Linked DNA regions of Anas platyrhynchos: region 2 is linked to region 1. Evidence: chromatin contacts called from public Hi-C data. All regions are on one chromosome and are shown on one strand. The core of a region is the stretch at or near the end of the contact, and the rest is flanking DNA. Distances in the headings are between cores, read along the strand shown.

The links. Hi-C and Micro-C count contacts between places; a contact is called where the count stands out from the background.
Region 2: a Hi-C map of subcutaneous adipose tissue shows a contact between it and region 1, with 2.1 times the contacts expected there. The contact joins the promoter of PRR5L here to the promoter of FJX1 in region 1. A contact is called at or near these places in 2 of 8 Hi-C or Micro-C datasets (liver and subcutaneous adipose tissue).

What each region holds. Positions count from the first base shown.
Region 1 is chr5:49,536,435-49,543,529 of IASCAAS_PekinDuck_T2T, forward strand. FJX1 (four-jointed box kinase 1) reads left to right here and starts at 4,084. Exons shown (of 1, transcript XM_027458710.3): 1 at 4,084-6,772. The coding sequence starts at 4,246. The coding sequence ends at 5,418.
Region 2 is chr5:49,759,382-49,766,476 of IASCAAS_PekinDuck_T2T, forward strand. It overlaps PRR5L (proline rich 5 like), which reads left to right and starts at 4,649. Exons shown (of 20, transcript XM_038179131.2): 1 at 4,649-5,269. It overlaps COMMD9 (COMM domain containing 9), which reads right to left and starts at 4,696. Exons shown (of 6, transcript XM_027458516.3): 1 at 4,546-4,696; 2 at 4,322-4,447; 3 at 4,069-4,208; 4 at 3,854-3,888; 5 at 644-747. The coding sequence starts at 4,596.

The DNA.
Region 1 (7,095 bases), core at 2,834-5,333:
TCCTGGAGAGAGGATGGTGCTACAGGGGGCTTGGTCTGCTGGCTGCTCTCTGCTCAGCCCTAGGACAGCCTGAGTCCAGGAAGGGTCTGCTCACACCCACTGCAAAGCTTGAAAAAATGAGCACGTGTTATTTTCTCCATGATGCTTTTGCTCATTGGTGCTGTCTCCTGTTATCTCCTTGCTCTGTTTTTTTGTGTTTTGTGACTCAGTGGAAAGTCAGCTCCCGCGATGGCTAACAAAGAGCAGGAGGAAGAGAGAGCTGACTTCAGTAACTCATGACCGTGTTTGTTTTTCTCTTCTTTGGGGGATTTGTTTCATGACTCTCGCTAAAGTGTTTACAGAAAGTTTGACAGCTAGGCAGAAAGTCATTTGCAAGGAAACTGGGATAAATCAAAACAAAAGCGTTGGTCGGTTTCCCAGAGGAAGAAGAGCTCTCTGTAAGGTCCGTGCTGCCCTTCCTCTCCACCCACAGGTTGGGGGAGCTCAGATGCAACAGGAGGGAGCAGAGCGGAGATGAGGGCTGAATGAACCAAGGCTGGATGGAGGATGGAGGAACTGGGGAAGCTCATGTATTCCCCAAACCCTTCTGCTTTTTTCCTTTCTTTAATTTGGTGTCAGTGAGAAGGCAACACAAATCAGGAGTTAACTGCGATGTCAGGGAATAGTGACAACAGAAATAACACAGCTCTGCTGTGCTGACTTCCTCAAGAGCCCCCCAGCTGCTCCCAGCTGTCCAGAAGAACCCGGAGGCTGCTTTAGATGTCACCAGATAAGTTACGGTTACAGCACCCCGTTCTGCAAGGGCAAAAACCGCAGCACGGGCACGCTGCGTGGCTCCCCTCGTGTGGCAGGGAAACGCAGCAGGGCCAGCCGTAGAAACCAGCCCTGGCACCACCTGTCTGGCAAACTGCTGGGTGCAAGAAAACCTGAGTAAGAGACTTGCTCCCGTGCTTTTCTGTTTCATTGCTCCTGACGAAAGCCACACGTTGTGCCGCACGTGGTAGGTGCTTTGTCCACTGCTCATGCCTCAGCCTGTGCCGGCCTGAGGCTCCTGGAGGAGCTGAGACACATTTGGATGTAAAAAAGTGTTATTGTATTTTTAATAAAGCCTATTGAATAAAAAATGGCGCTTAGATATTGGGTAGAGTTGGCTCCTGCCTGCAGTCCTTAACCTCTGAAGGGTACTTGCCCACTGCCATTTAAATCCCACGCAGCAGCTCTCTTCCGTCCTTCTCTTTATTCAGTCCTTAAGAGAATGCTAGTTAAATACCAGATAAGTAAATACGTAATCAATGAGACATTTATTGAATGTTAATGCCGTGTTTAATAAGGCTTAGAAATTTAAATGGGTCACATTAAGATGTAGAGTGCACAGCAGGGAAACTTCTCAATGTCACCAGCCCCGGTCACAGAGGAATCATGAGCTGGGGCCTTCGAAACGGGGACAGCTTCGAGGCTCAGGTGTGGGGGGCTTCTTTTTTCTGCCTCTCACCCCCCAGCAGGAGGGCTCCATACAGAGATGTCTCCACTGCAGGACTGACCACACAGAGATCCCTGTGGCTATGAGAGCCAAGCTGATAAATGCAGTGAGTCTCAATCTAGGGTGGCCACGGCAGACCCTGTTTATTTTCTGCAGCAAAGACTGAGAGCACCGGTCAATAACTTAACAGCTGGAATGCGTAGAAAAGTATTACAATAGGAATCGCAGCCGCAAGCAGGGCTGCCAGCGGAGACGTCTGCAAGGTGGAAATCCCATCACCCGAGTCACTCGAAACTGGACAAAAAACGCTGGAGAATGAGGGGCAGGAAGGGCCCCCACAGGGAGGAGAGGAGCGCACCGGCACCAGAGATGGGCCCATACCTGGGGAGACAGGTACCCCACTCCCTGCTGCCCACCTCCCGGCCTCGCATGGGGACAGAGGGTCCCTGCTTGGAGGGGAAAGGCCGGGGGAATTAAAGCGAAGGTCCAGGGAATCCATACATCACTTTCTTCTGTGCCTTCCCCTGTGCTCCTGGCAGCCAGAGGGGCTCCTCCGTCCTTGGAGGGGCTCCTGCTGCCCCTGCAGGCAGCGTGGTGAGAGAGGTTATCAGGGGCCTGGAAAACATCTTGCTATTTAAGCCAGCCCTGTTCCCTGCGCTGCTTGGAGGGAGCCGCACCGCTGGCCTTATGCTGGTGCAGCTGGGGTTGTTACCTCATGGCTAATTAGAGCGCTTTCACCGGCCCTGCAAAAGCTGCGCCTTTTTAGGACATGCTGAAAAGTTTAAGATGTGTCCTGGGTGTAGTTTTGCATTTTTTAACATTTTATGAGCATTTTTTAACTTCCTCTAGCAATAGCAACTCTGCCTTTAGGCTGGCCCCGTTTCTCCAGGCAAGTCTGGTCCATCCCAGCCTTCAGCTGGGCCCATCCCGGGGCTACCCAGTGCCTGCAGGGGGCATCGAGGGGAAGGGGGCACTGTTTGCAGTGAGATGACAGATTCTCTCCTTAAAGGCAGTATCTATCTAACGATGCGTATTTTTAATGGGTCTGCAGGGTGGCTCAGGAGGTCTGTGGTCAGCATGGTTGGCGTTTCTCTTCCAAAAAGACACTGGGTTTCCCCTCTCTCTTCTGTTACACTACATCAGGGCAGGTGCCTGGGCTAGATGTGGCAGCAGCACTGAGCAGTGTTCTCCGCTCATATGTTTTGGCAGCCAGGAGGAGAGGAGATTTGCTATCAGTGCATACGGCATGAAAATTGCTGGCGACGGGACCTGACCCCTCAGGATGCCCCATCAGAAAGCAGGGGCATGCACCCGATGCATTATTTATCCTCTCACACGGCGATTACCTTTCATCTCCCTGAATTGCCTCAGCAATTTCACTTGAAAGCATTCCTTGAGCCTCTTTACTTCCTGGCCTGGAAAAAATGTGCTTTGTGCGATGGATACAGACGCCTGTCCCCAGAAGGGACTGCAGGCTGTGGTCAGCCGCTCACCACGGCACGGTTTGGCTGGGCCGGACCTGCTGAGGGTGTCCCCCACGCCACCAGCAGTGAGGCCATAGCCTGATGTTGAATGCTCACGTGGAAAATCCTCCCGGCTGAGCCATCTGCCTCTGTTGGGGCTGGGCTGGCGCAAGGGGTGCTGCTGGCAGAGTGTTTTGGTCCAATTCTGTCACGAGAGCCTGCTCCTGGGCACCCTGGGGCTGAGGGCATCACCCACCACCTCCCATCTTGGCAGCTCACCTTTAGCAGGGCTGAAAACAAATCCCCTGCCTGGCTGAGCATTGGCAGGCACCTGACAAGTCTTGTGAATGCTTACAAGAGCCGGGCTCAAGAACTCAAGCACTTCCTCATTTATTGCCTTGATATTAAAGGCAGAGTCACAGATATTAAGAACAGGGAGAGGCAGCGTACCGGGGAGATAGGATCTGTGCTGTATGCGGAAATTGCTCGGCTTCGTGTCCTACATGGTGCTTCAGATTGCAAGAAAAGACCTCAGGAGCCCCATCTGCCAGGGAGCTTTTCTGAGAAACCAGAAGCGGAGCCTAAGCCATAGAAGAGCTCCCTGCTGCGGGCTGAGACACATTTGTAAAACACTTCCAGAAACTGCCCCGCACCTGAAGGGCCAGGTCCCTAATGCTCACCTCCCTGCTCTGCGATGCCTTCTCCAGCCCTGCCTCCCAAGGAAATAAGCCAACCCTGCCCTTCAGCCGCTGGGACGCCTCACCACGAGGGCTGCTTGTGTGGAGAGGGATGCTCGTGTAGCGTACAGCGGCACCGAGCACACAGCATCTCTCACACCGTGTGCTTGCCAGCAGGGCTTATTCCAGGAGTCCCACCCTTCCCCGGGAGAACCAGGCTGCTTCCCTGGCCGCCCTTCATCCGTGCTGGAGGCTTTTTCAGCCCCAGCTCTTCCCCCTGGACAGCAGCAGGCCGAGGGCTGAGCCCCTCCTGTTGCTCTCGGTGCTCGGCGGCGGCTGCAGCGGGGCCCCGGGCCCTGCGGGGGGCGCTGGCGCCTCACGGGGGCGGTCGGGGGGGGCCCGGCCCGGCCCCAGCTCCGCGTCGCCGCTTTTAGGGGCGGTGCCGGGGGCGGCGCGGGGCCCCCCGCAGCCGGGGCTGGGCGCACAGGGCGCGGGGCTGCCGCCGGGCCGGGGCTGGAGCCAGGACCGGCACCGGGGCTGGAGCCGGGCTCGCGGCTCCGGGCTCCGCTCCCCGCCGCCATGGGGCAGCGCCGGCCCGGCCCGGCGTGAGGCGGCGGCGGGCGGCATGGAGCGGGGCGGCCGCGCGGCGCTGGGGCTGCTGGCGCTGGGCGCGCTGCTGGGGCTCTGCGCGCTGCCCCCCCCGCAGCCCGGCCCGCAGCGGGGCGAGCCCCGGCGCGGCGGGCAGAAAACTTTCCGGGCGCTGCTGGCCGTGGGCCGGGAGCAGCAGGAGCAGGAGCAGGAGCGGGAGGAGCGGCAGGAGGCGGCCGGGCGGGCGGCGCCGGTGCGGCGGGGCATCTTCTGGAGCCGGGAGCTGGAGGCGCGGGTGCCGCGGGGCTTCGCGGCCGAGGAGGCGGCGGCGTGGCCGGCGGCCGCCCGAGCTGCCCGGGTGTCGTCGCTGGAGCGCGGCGGCTGCGGGCGCAGCTCCAACCGGCTGGCCAGGCTGTCGGACGGGAGCCGGGCCTGCGTGCGCTACGGGGTGAGCCCGGAGCAGATCCAGGGCGAGGCGCTGTCCTACCACCTGGCCGGCGTGCTGGGCATGCAGCAGCGCCTGCCGCCCATGGCGCTGGCGCTGGTGGAGCCCCGCGGGCGGCAGTGGGAGCCGGTGCGGGAGGAGCTGCGCGGCTCGCTGTGGGCCGAGGGCGCGGTGGTCAGCCTGACCCGCTGGGTGGACAACCTGACGGCCGTGGTGGCCCCCGCGCCCTGGGGCAGCGAGGCGGGCGGCGGGCGGCGGCCGCGGGCGCTGTCGGCGGCGGAGCTGGGCGGGCTGCCCGCCGCGCAGCTGGTGGAGCTGGTGCAGTGGAGCGACCTGATCCTCTTCGACTACCTGACGGCCAACTTCGACCGGCTGGCCAGCAACCTCTTCAGCCTGCAGTGGGACCCGCGCGTCATGCGGCGCGCCACCAGCAACCTGCTGCGCGGGCCCGACGGCGGGCTGGTCTTCATGGACAACGAGGCCGGGCTGGTGCACGGCTACCGCCTGCTCGCCGTCTGGGACCCCTACCACGAGCCGCTGCTGCGCTCCGTCTGCGTCTTCCGCGAGGGCACGGCCAAGCGGGTGGCCGAGCTGCACCGCCGCCGCAGCGCTGCCGCCGAGCTGCGCCGCCGGTACCGCGCCCGAGAGCCCCTCTGGGCCCACCTGGGCTTCCTCTCGGAGCGCCAGGCCGAGCTGCTGCAGGCCCGCGTCGACTTCGTGCACCGCCACATCGCCCACTGCCGCGCACAGGCCGCCGCGCTCTGACCCCCCAAGCCGGGTGCCCGAAGCCGGGTGCCCTGGGGACCCCCCCGGGGTGGTTGCTGGATGTGGCCGCCGAGAAGGAAGCGTGTAGAAAGCCCCCGTCCCGGTAGCTGTTAGTCTGTGTCGTGGGCGCTCCTGGTTCGACTGCTCGGATCCCCGGTGTGTGTTCGTGATCGTCGCCATCCTTTGATTTGACCCGTAACGTGACCGTGGGGGACGGAAGAGGCTCTCCCAGGCTCCAGACACATCGCTGTGTGCCAAGACTTGGATGTGATAGTGAAAGCGGAGAACGAAACTGTCCCATGCACTTTACTTTGACTTTTTAATTTTTTATAAAAAAAAAAAAAAAAAAAGGGACCTTTTTATTTTACAAAGTCTGCCTTTTATGTACATTATAAATGTTCATAAGCCTTTCTGTAACATACTAAAGAAACTGATGATTCGGTAAAGCGTGCCCGATGTTTCGCCTCCTTTGTCCCAACTGTGTGCCCGAGCCTGGAAAGGGAAGCGCGCACCTCCGCCGGCCCCGCTGAGTGACACGGCCCGCTGCCTCCCAGCTGCTTCCTGCACCGAGCTTCAGCTAAACAGACATGCCTGGTGGTTTTTGTTCGTGGGGTTTGGTTGCTGGTTGTGTTTTTTTTTCCAAGCCTGAAAAGATCTGCTTTTACTAGCACCGGCTGGTTTCAGAAAACTGATGTAGGTGGTGTGGGCTTAGGGGCTGGCAGCCCCTTAGGGTGCCCAGGCTGTGTCCCAGCCTCATACCATGGCTTGCTTCAAGTGTCACCGGACTGACAGCAGGTACCCAAAGCTTCCCCGGAGCTGCCAGGTGTTTTTGGGAGGCATTTGCACTGGTTCTCCGCCCTCTGTTTCCATTTTGTCTATCTTTGCAACTGGGGCTGAGGCCAAAGTGAAGAACAGGAGAGCTCTTCAGTCTTCCTAAAAGAGGTGTGTGGGATTTTTTTTTTTTCTACAAAAGTTTTGTTCAAGGTACAGCAAAGTGGCACAAGCGGGTGGACAAAACAAAGCATCTGCATCTCTTGTTGCGTTTTCCTTATGTGCCGGAATCCACAGAAGAGGCAATTGTTCGGCTCAAAACACAGCCGGGATCGGGACAAAGGACAAGCTAATCCTCTTTGCGCCCCAGATGCCAGTGCCCATCCCTCTGTAACGGAGCAGCAGCGTAACCCCTGGTGCCCAGGCAGCAGAGCACCGCGGGGATGCGAGGCGGTGGCTGCTGCCTTCCCGCAGCGAGCACCAGCCTCCCCGGACCTCAGCGAGAGCAGCGCCTTCATCTGTGCTGGTGGGGGTCCTCGGGCTGTTAATATTCATTTATTTAGATTAAACTTCACACCAAGACAAGTTTCTTTGGCCGTTGCCGTGTTTTCCTTTGGTGTGCGTGTTGTGGGTTGGTTGGTTTGCTTGTTCAAGTAGGACAAGGGTTTTACAAACAGCTTTAACTTACCCGCTAGTTAGCTGTATTAGATGTTGCAACCTGTGCATATGTGTATTTATCTTAAAATGCTACAGCAGCCTCCAGGACTCGCTTCATTCAAGTGCTTAACTGACAGGGCTCTCTATTGAACTCGTTTTTATAGTTTGGTGCATTTATCTCTCCGAACAATGCCCAGAACCCCATGTGACGCTCCCTTGCCATTTACATGATAATGCACAATTTAGCTG
Region 2 (7,095 bases), core at 3,399-5,898, 220 kb after region 1:
AGTAAGCACATTGAGCCGTGAATGTGGGGGAATTCTGAAGAGCCTCATGGCAGGAAGCCACATCCCTATCAGAAGCATCTTAGCAGATACCCCACACAACACGTAATCACATCCCACACACAGAAATTAATTGTTCCTCCTCCTCTGAAGCCTACCCATCCCATTTTTACTGGTTTGGGGGAATCAAGAGTTCTGTAGAATATGAGCATTAACTTTGGCTATGCTCCCTGAATGACAGATGGGGACAGTGATGGAAATTATTAGTAATCAGAAGACATCTCCCAACTAAAACATACTGCTGAGTGACTTAGAACTAAAGGCCAATGGCTTCCCTGTAATTTATCTTTCTTTCTGTAGAGAACAATGGTGGCTAGGCACAAGTACGCTGCTTTCTCTCATCATCATGCAAAGAAATCTCTCCCTCACCACAAAAACATGGCTTTCATTGCAGAGATCATTCCCAGGTTCTGCTGTATGTCAAAGTCACCTCTGAGAAAGTCTGTGAATTGCTCAGGGGCCTCACTGCTCCTACCCTTCAGGCAGTAAGCAAGCACCAGATGCCTGTCCAAACTATTTTGTGCTGCCACTGGTAAATCAGGTGTTGGACTCAGTTATTTTGGTCCTGTACAGGTCCTGACATTACCTTTAACTGCAGCAGGCAAGTAGGGACTGCCATTCTGTTGATTGTGTCTGACGATGTCTTGATGTCCACCCTCCAGTCCATGTCGACCAGCCGAGGCAAGGAGACTGAGGGATTAAAAAACAGGGATCAATTAGGCCTGGCAGCACACGATGCCTCCAGAACCCGTGCCTGTCACCATACACATGCCTCTCTGCTAACAGAATCCTGCTGGTCCTGTGAAAAATGTACGGCTGTAGTGCTACTACCTGGCTTCACATCATTTTTATGTTGTAATAAGCCAGTCAATAAGGCCTCCATGTGACGCTGGAATAACAAACAGGGTTCTCCATCATCACAAGCAAGGATGCTAAAATGCAAGACAAGCACAGCTAAATTCACAGAGCAGCTAAGAGAAGGGGAGCAATAAGTTATCTTCACCTCTTCATACCCTGCTTGCAAGACTCAGTGTTTAATCATGAGTTACTCTGGGACCTGCTATACTCTGTTCTGTAACTGGCAAGAAAGCACGTAGGAATCTTCTTAAAAACCAAGCAGTACAGAACTGGGAAACCGGAATCTTCACACGTCCTGCCAATTTGTTAAAAATATTGAAGATGTAGTTTCAGTTCCATCCTAGTCAGATCTCGCATTAGAGAAATCATTGAGGAGTCTGATGCAACATCGACATCCATAGTGCTGGGGCTGCAAATTCCATCAGCCTTCCACTGGGAAGGAAAAGGTCCAACTTGGTTGCCCTGCCAGGAAACTTGTGCAGCTGGCCCTTGCTGCAGAGAAGAGATGGGGACAGTCACTGGTGATGGCATGTACTTAATGGAGTACTGCACATTGCGCTGTGAGCCCCTGTCATCCCCACTTTGCAGCTGTTGCATTTATAAGACACATAACACCTCTCGCATCTTTTTCAACTCTATTTTCTGGTAAAAGCTGAGCTACGCTTCTTGTGTTCAACAGTGCAGCATCCAATTTCCTGGGAAAACCAGTAACTTCTCGCTAGAAGGAAGTCTACACTAGGGACATGGGAACAATGGCAAACCCTCTCAGTTTGAAACAGGCATTTGCAGCTAGTAGGCTTAACTACTGTGTCAGAACAAATGAGAACCAGGCACACAGGGAAACATTGTTCCTGTGTGGCTCAGGCTTTTGAAATGAGTCTGAAAGAAACGTAGGACCAACCCCATAAAAGATCTGTAGAGAGATCATAGAATCATAGAATATCCTGAGTTGGAAGGGACCCTTAAGGATCATCAAGTCCAACTCTTGACACCGCACAGGTCTACCCAAAAGTTCAGACCATGTGACTAAGTGCACAGTCCAATCTCTTCTTAAATTCAGACAGGCTCGGTGCAGTGACCACTTCCCTGGGGAGCCTGTTCCAGTGTGCAACCACCCTCTCTGTGAAGAACCCCCTCCTTATGTCAAGCCTAAATTTCCCCTGCCTCGGCTTAACCCCGTTCCCGCGGGTCCTGTCGCTGGTGTTAATGGAGAAAAGGTCTCCTGCCTCTCGACAGATGATCGTTTATTCTTAAACTCAGTTTAAAATCTCAGCTGTGGTGCTTGCTAAGTTTGAGCATCTTTGCAAAGCCTTGGCAAATAACTGCTGGTGGTCAGGTTTGGTATCTATTTAAGGGTATCAGAGGGGGATGAAGAAGCAAAGACTAAACCTGTACTGAATGCTGCAGAAAGAACTGTTCCAACAGGCAACTGCAGCCTGCCTGGATTCTGCATGCCATAAGGTGCTAGTTTCCTCCCTGAGGGCCGATCCCATGTGATCCCAAGCTTTCCTTCTGCTTCCTGGTGCTCAGAGGAATTTGTCTTTATCGGGAAAAGGCTCCTCCTCCCCTCAGAACTCCAGGGGGCACTGCAGAATTGGCTGCCTTGCTCTTGTGTTTGGAAGAAATTCCAGTTTACAGTCCATCAGGACCAGCACTTGGCAGTATTTGCAACAACATAAAATGCATCTGTTTAGTCTTGTATGTTAATTTGCAAAGATTGATTGTTGGCAGCTTGGAGGGACAGGAAGCCATCCACATTTTCAGATTAACACAGAACTATCAGTTGGAGTGTCGGTTCTTTAAAGCACTGCCTTGGCCCCTGTGTAATATGTGTTGGATATTTCATGAATATAACATTAAAATAATCCATCATTTCTTAAAAAAATAAATTACAACAGGGCTAAATCTAATAAATACAAAAACACTTCATCTCGGAGCAAAGCTCCAGGAGCCATACACCCAGCCTTGCTTCTCCTTTGTGCAGACCTAGCTAGTGTGTCGCTGGCATGTCATGCTTGTTCTCATTTCCTCTAAGGCATGATAGTGTTAAGGATACAGGAAAAAGCACTGCGTGTCTTGGCAACGCTAGAACAATGTTTAGACTAAGCAGCTGCTGTATTTACTGTATTAGCATTATGCAATAGTTTCCTCCCCCTCCCTATTTTCTACCATTTATACTATTAAGATTTTTGAGGGACAGTGGTTTTCCGGGTCTTGCTATAGTGTTTACTTCTTGGACATCATCTCCTCTGCAGGCTAAGAGAAAGGCCAAGAGGATCTATGCAGACCTCAGAGTACTCCTGTTATGAATCAGCTCTCATTTCTAAGTGCTACGGCTGAAAAGAAAACCTCTTAAGGGAAAAAACAAACGAGTATAGCTGTGTGGAGCACTTAACTAGGAGGTTACTCACTGACTGATGCTACTGATAACATTTGCACGGCTTAACTACATCACGCTTTAGAAAGGTGAGGAAAAAGCAAGTTATGAGTGTGCCACATCTGGAAGAGAAAGAATGCATAGAAGTGACTGAATGTGCACAGATAAGGCATTCCCCAATACAAACATATGCTTTGCAGCTCATAGTTGTTGGCTATGGACATCATTTAAAGACCTGAATTGGGAGGTCAGAGTGCTTCATATTCAGAAGTTCGGCAAATACTTGCCATGTCCACACTGCATTCTGCCATGTAGCAACAGATCGAGCATTAAGTGAAATCGCTCCCAGACTGGAAACAATTTAGCACAGATCTGAATACAAACTTACTGGCTGCTCCTAAGCTGAATGATGCCCCAAGCATACAGCTTCATCTAAGGCAAAGGGTGCTATCTTTGTGCTGCACCGCACTGAAACACTCTGTGATGCACAGTGCTGAACTCCAAGCTCGCTCAAATGACCTCAGGAGCGTTAATTTTATCAGAACGTGAGACGCTACTTACTCTGACTTGCTTGTGCCTCATTCCTCCAAGCACAGCTGTGAAAAGAAGGGAAAAAATGGTATCAGCACTGGGCTCAGCTCATCGCGGGCGCTGCGATTCAGCCCGCAGCGTGCCCAACACGGCCAGAACCAAAACCCTGCGCTGCCAAGCACCCACGTAGCAAACCAGGCGAACCCACCTGAACTTCCCAACCGAAAGCGGCCGGTAACACTCACACGTTCTCCAGGATTATCTTAGTTAGGAGATTCTTCAGGTTTTGGTGGAAGTCTTCTGGAAAGAGCGCCAGGACATCTTCCGCCCTCGTCAAGCCGCGGTACACGACGTGCCTGGTGAGGCTGTGCAGGGCGGCCACCAGCTGCAGGACAGGCAGACGGGAGAAGGGGGCTCCAGCCCGGACAAGGAGCAGCCCCCAGCCCCCTCCACCCCCGCGGCTCGCCTCCACCTCGCACCCGGGGCCACGGCTCCTACCTGCGCCGCCTCCTCGGGGCTGGCGGCGATGGCGGGGCAGGCGCGCTGCGCCAGCGGGCCGAGCCCGGCGGGCGGGCTGGAGAAGCAGTCCTGGCACAGCTGCCGCACGGCCTCCTTCGACGGCGCCTGCCGGGGAGCAAAGCGGGACGCGCTCAGCCGCCGCCGCCGCCGGGCAGGGAACGGCCCCCGGCAGCGCCGTGGCGGCGGCCCCGCAGCCCGCTCACCTTCAGCAGGCCCCGCAGGGCGGCGAACTCCCCCTCACGCAGCGCCGCCATCTTGGCGCCCTCAGCGGGGGCGGGAGCCGCGCCTCAGCTCCCGCCCCGCCGCCATCTTGTTGGGGCGGGGCAGGGCGGGCACGCCGGGCAGTGTAGTCTTGGTTCTGGTCCTGGTCCTGGTCCTGGCCCTGGCTTTAACGCGGGATAAAAGTGAAAAAAACAAAACAAAACTGAAAGCTGTGAAGTGTTTCAGCCTCAGCTCCCAGTCCGTAAAGCGAGCTGCTGTGACAGTTATCGGGGCTGAAGTGCAGGATAACGTTTTGCACCCAATTAGCGTGCGTCCTGCGTCAAACTTTACAGACCCACACTGCAGTGCCCTTTCTGAAATACCTGACGTGATTTTTATTTTTTTTTTTTTGGTCATTTCTGTCAGTGCAATGAAGAGCGAAACCAGACCCAGAGCTTAAGCCACATGTAGTGCCTTAAACCACCTCACCACAAGGGCAAGGGTGGCACCGAGAGGTCTCTGGCTGCAGGCCACCCGCACGGTGTCTGCTCCTCGCTGAGAGGAAAACTACCTGGCACAGCCATGCTAGGATGATGTTGTGCCGGCCCAGAGCTCGCCTGCTGCCGTGCAGCTCCAAGGAGCAAGAGCGCACGTGGAGGGGACCAGCCTCCGTCCTTCAAGAGCCTGCAGGCATTTGGGCAAAGTCTGCTCTGCAGCATGCACAAGGTAGGATGTGCACCATGTGAGTGGTGCATGGCCCGGGCTGAGGTCAGAGCCTCGGGTACCTGGCAGTGCAGTCGTGACCTGTGTCAACAGTGAGATCGCTGGGGTGAGAGCAAGCCCTAAATTCTCCCTTCTCCCGCTTTTCCCTCTCGGATGTAATCAATTGTTTACTGTCAGTGCAAATCCCTTTGGTGGATGCAGAGTTTAGCAGTAAACATGCTGTTTTCAGCCAGTGGGAACTGGAGGCAAAAGATTTATCATAGCATTGCTGTAATGATATGGACCATTACCTTAGTAAACTGTGTGCATTTTACACTTTATAAAAGATATTCAAATAAATCCTCTTTCCGAGAGAGAAATTGTCTCTTTTTTGTCTTGTATAATTCACAGCACATCTGGTGCCAGAATATCTGTGTAATCTATGGGCTTTCTCATCACCTTTTCTGTCAAAACATCTTCATTTTCATTTGCATTGTTCTCCTGTAGGCAGAATAATGCATGGTAAGAAATGCTAATGGGATGTCATTTGCATTGGGCTCCACAGGTTTGGCAAAGTAAAGGGATTCCTATTACTTTCTCAAGCTGGGAAACCATGAAGAGCAGTAGAATCCAAAGGGAGAGTATTTTATTTTCTAGCATTTTTCGTGAGGAACAGGAAATGAGTCTCGGGGAACAATTCTGGGGGTATGAGTGTACCATCTGTGGCCTCTTCAAATTACTTAGTATGATTGATGAGTTCAGAGAGCTGCAGTATACTCGTGCTGCTTTCTCTAGCTCTGTGTTACCGATCAGGTTAGCCCAGTGCAGGCAGTACATTGTGGAAGGCTGAAGGTCGGCCGTATGGAGTCTTCTGAATGGAGATGCCTTCCTGGCAGAAAAGATGTGCTGCTGAACGTAGGTGGTAGGACTGAGTGGGCAGTGAGCCTTGTGGATGCCATTTGCTTATCCAGGTGGTAGAACTGTGTAGCTCCTTACTCTGATCGGAAAAGGAAAAATAGCTACACGGGTTCAGATTACAGGAACTGTGACATTGTCTGTTCCTTCCCAAGAGGAAGAACCTGGAAGATTTGATGATGGTCCCTCTTCCACTGGTGCCACAGCTGTCATTTCCACCTACACAAATACGGCAGTATCTGCAAGCTACACGTTAGAACAGACCAGAAGGTGAAAGGAAGGAGGTCCTCGTTTTTGTTTGCAAAATTAAAGGTTTGCAAAGTAAGCGATCTACACAATTGCATCGCAAAGGAAAAAATTGTAGCAGTGGTTAGAGGTCAGGATTTAAGAGCCAGGGAACTGGAATCATGTCTTTCTGATTCTGCTTCAGCTTTCACATGAAGCCAGGTAGCTTCATTTTTGTCACCCAAATGACAGAAAGGTAACGTAACTTCTGTGGCACGTGAAGCCCTGCATTAACACATGCGGGCATTTATTAACATCAGCAGTGAAATTAGAGGTTGTGAAAGCATAAACTGGATGAAAGTGGTATAAAAAGGCAGCACTGTGTTACAAGCTCTGGACAAATAAGCCTCAAGGGAAACAAGAGAACTGAATACAGGCTATCACTTAATCTTGTAATTGTATCATTCATCTCTTAAATTCTTCCTGCTTGTTTTGTTTACAAACCCATAAAACCAGCATTTTCTACAACCAGAGGTAAGCAGAATTTTTCTAACTGTTAAAGCTTCTGAAATGCCATCCCCTGCTGAGGAAGACAGTCACCAAGTTTTGGCAGGGCTCTTCTAAAGCAATCATTTTAAAACACTTCCATAAAAGTCAGATTGATTTTGATGCCTAGTTAAGGACTTAAATGTACAGAATAACTTTGTCAG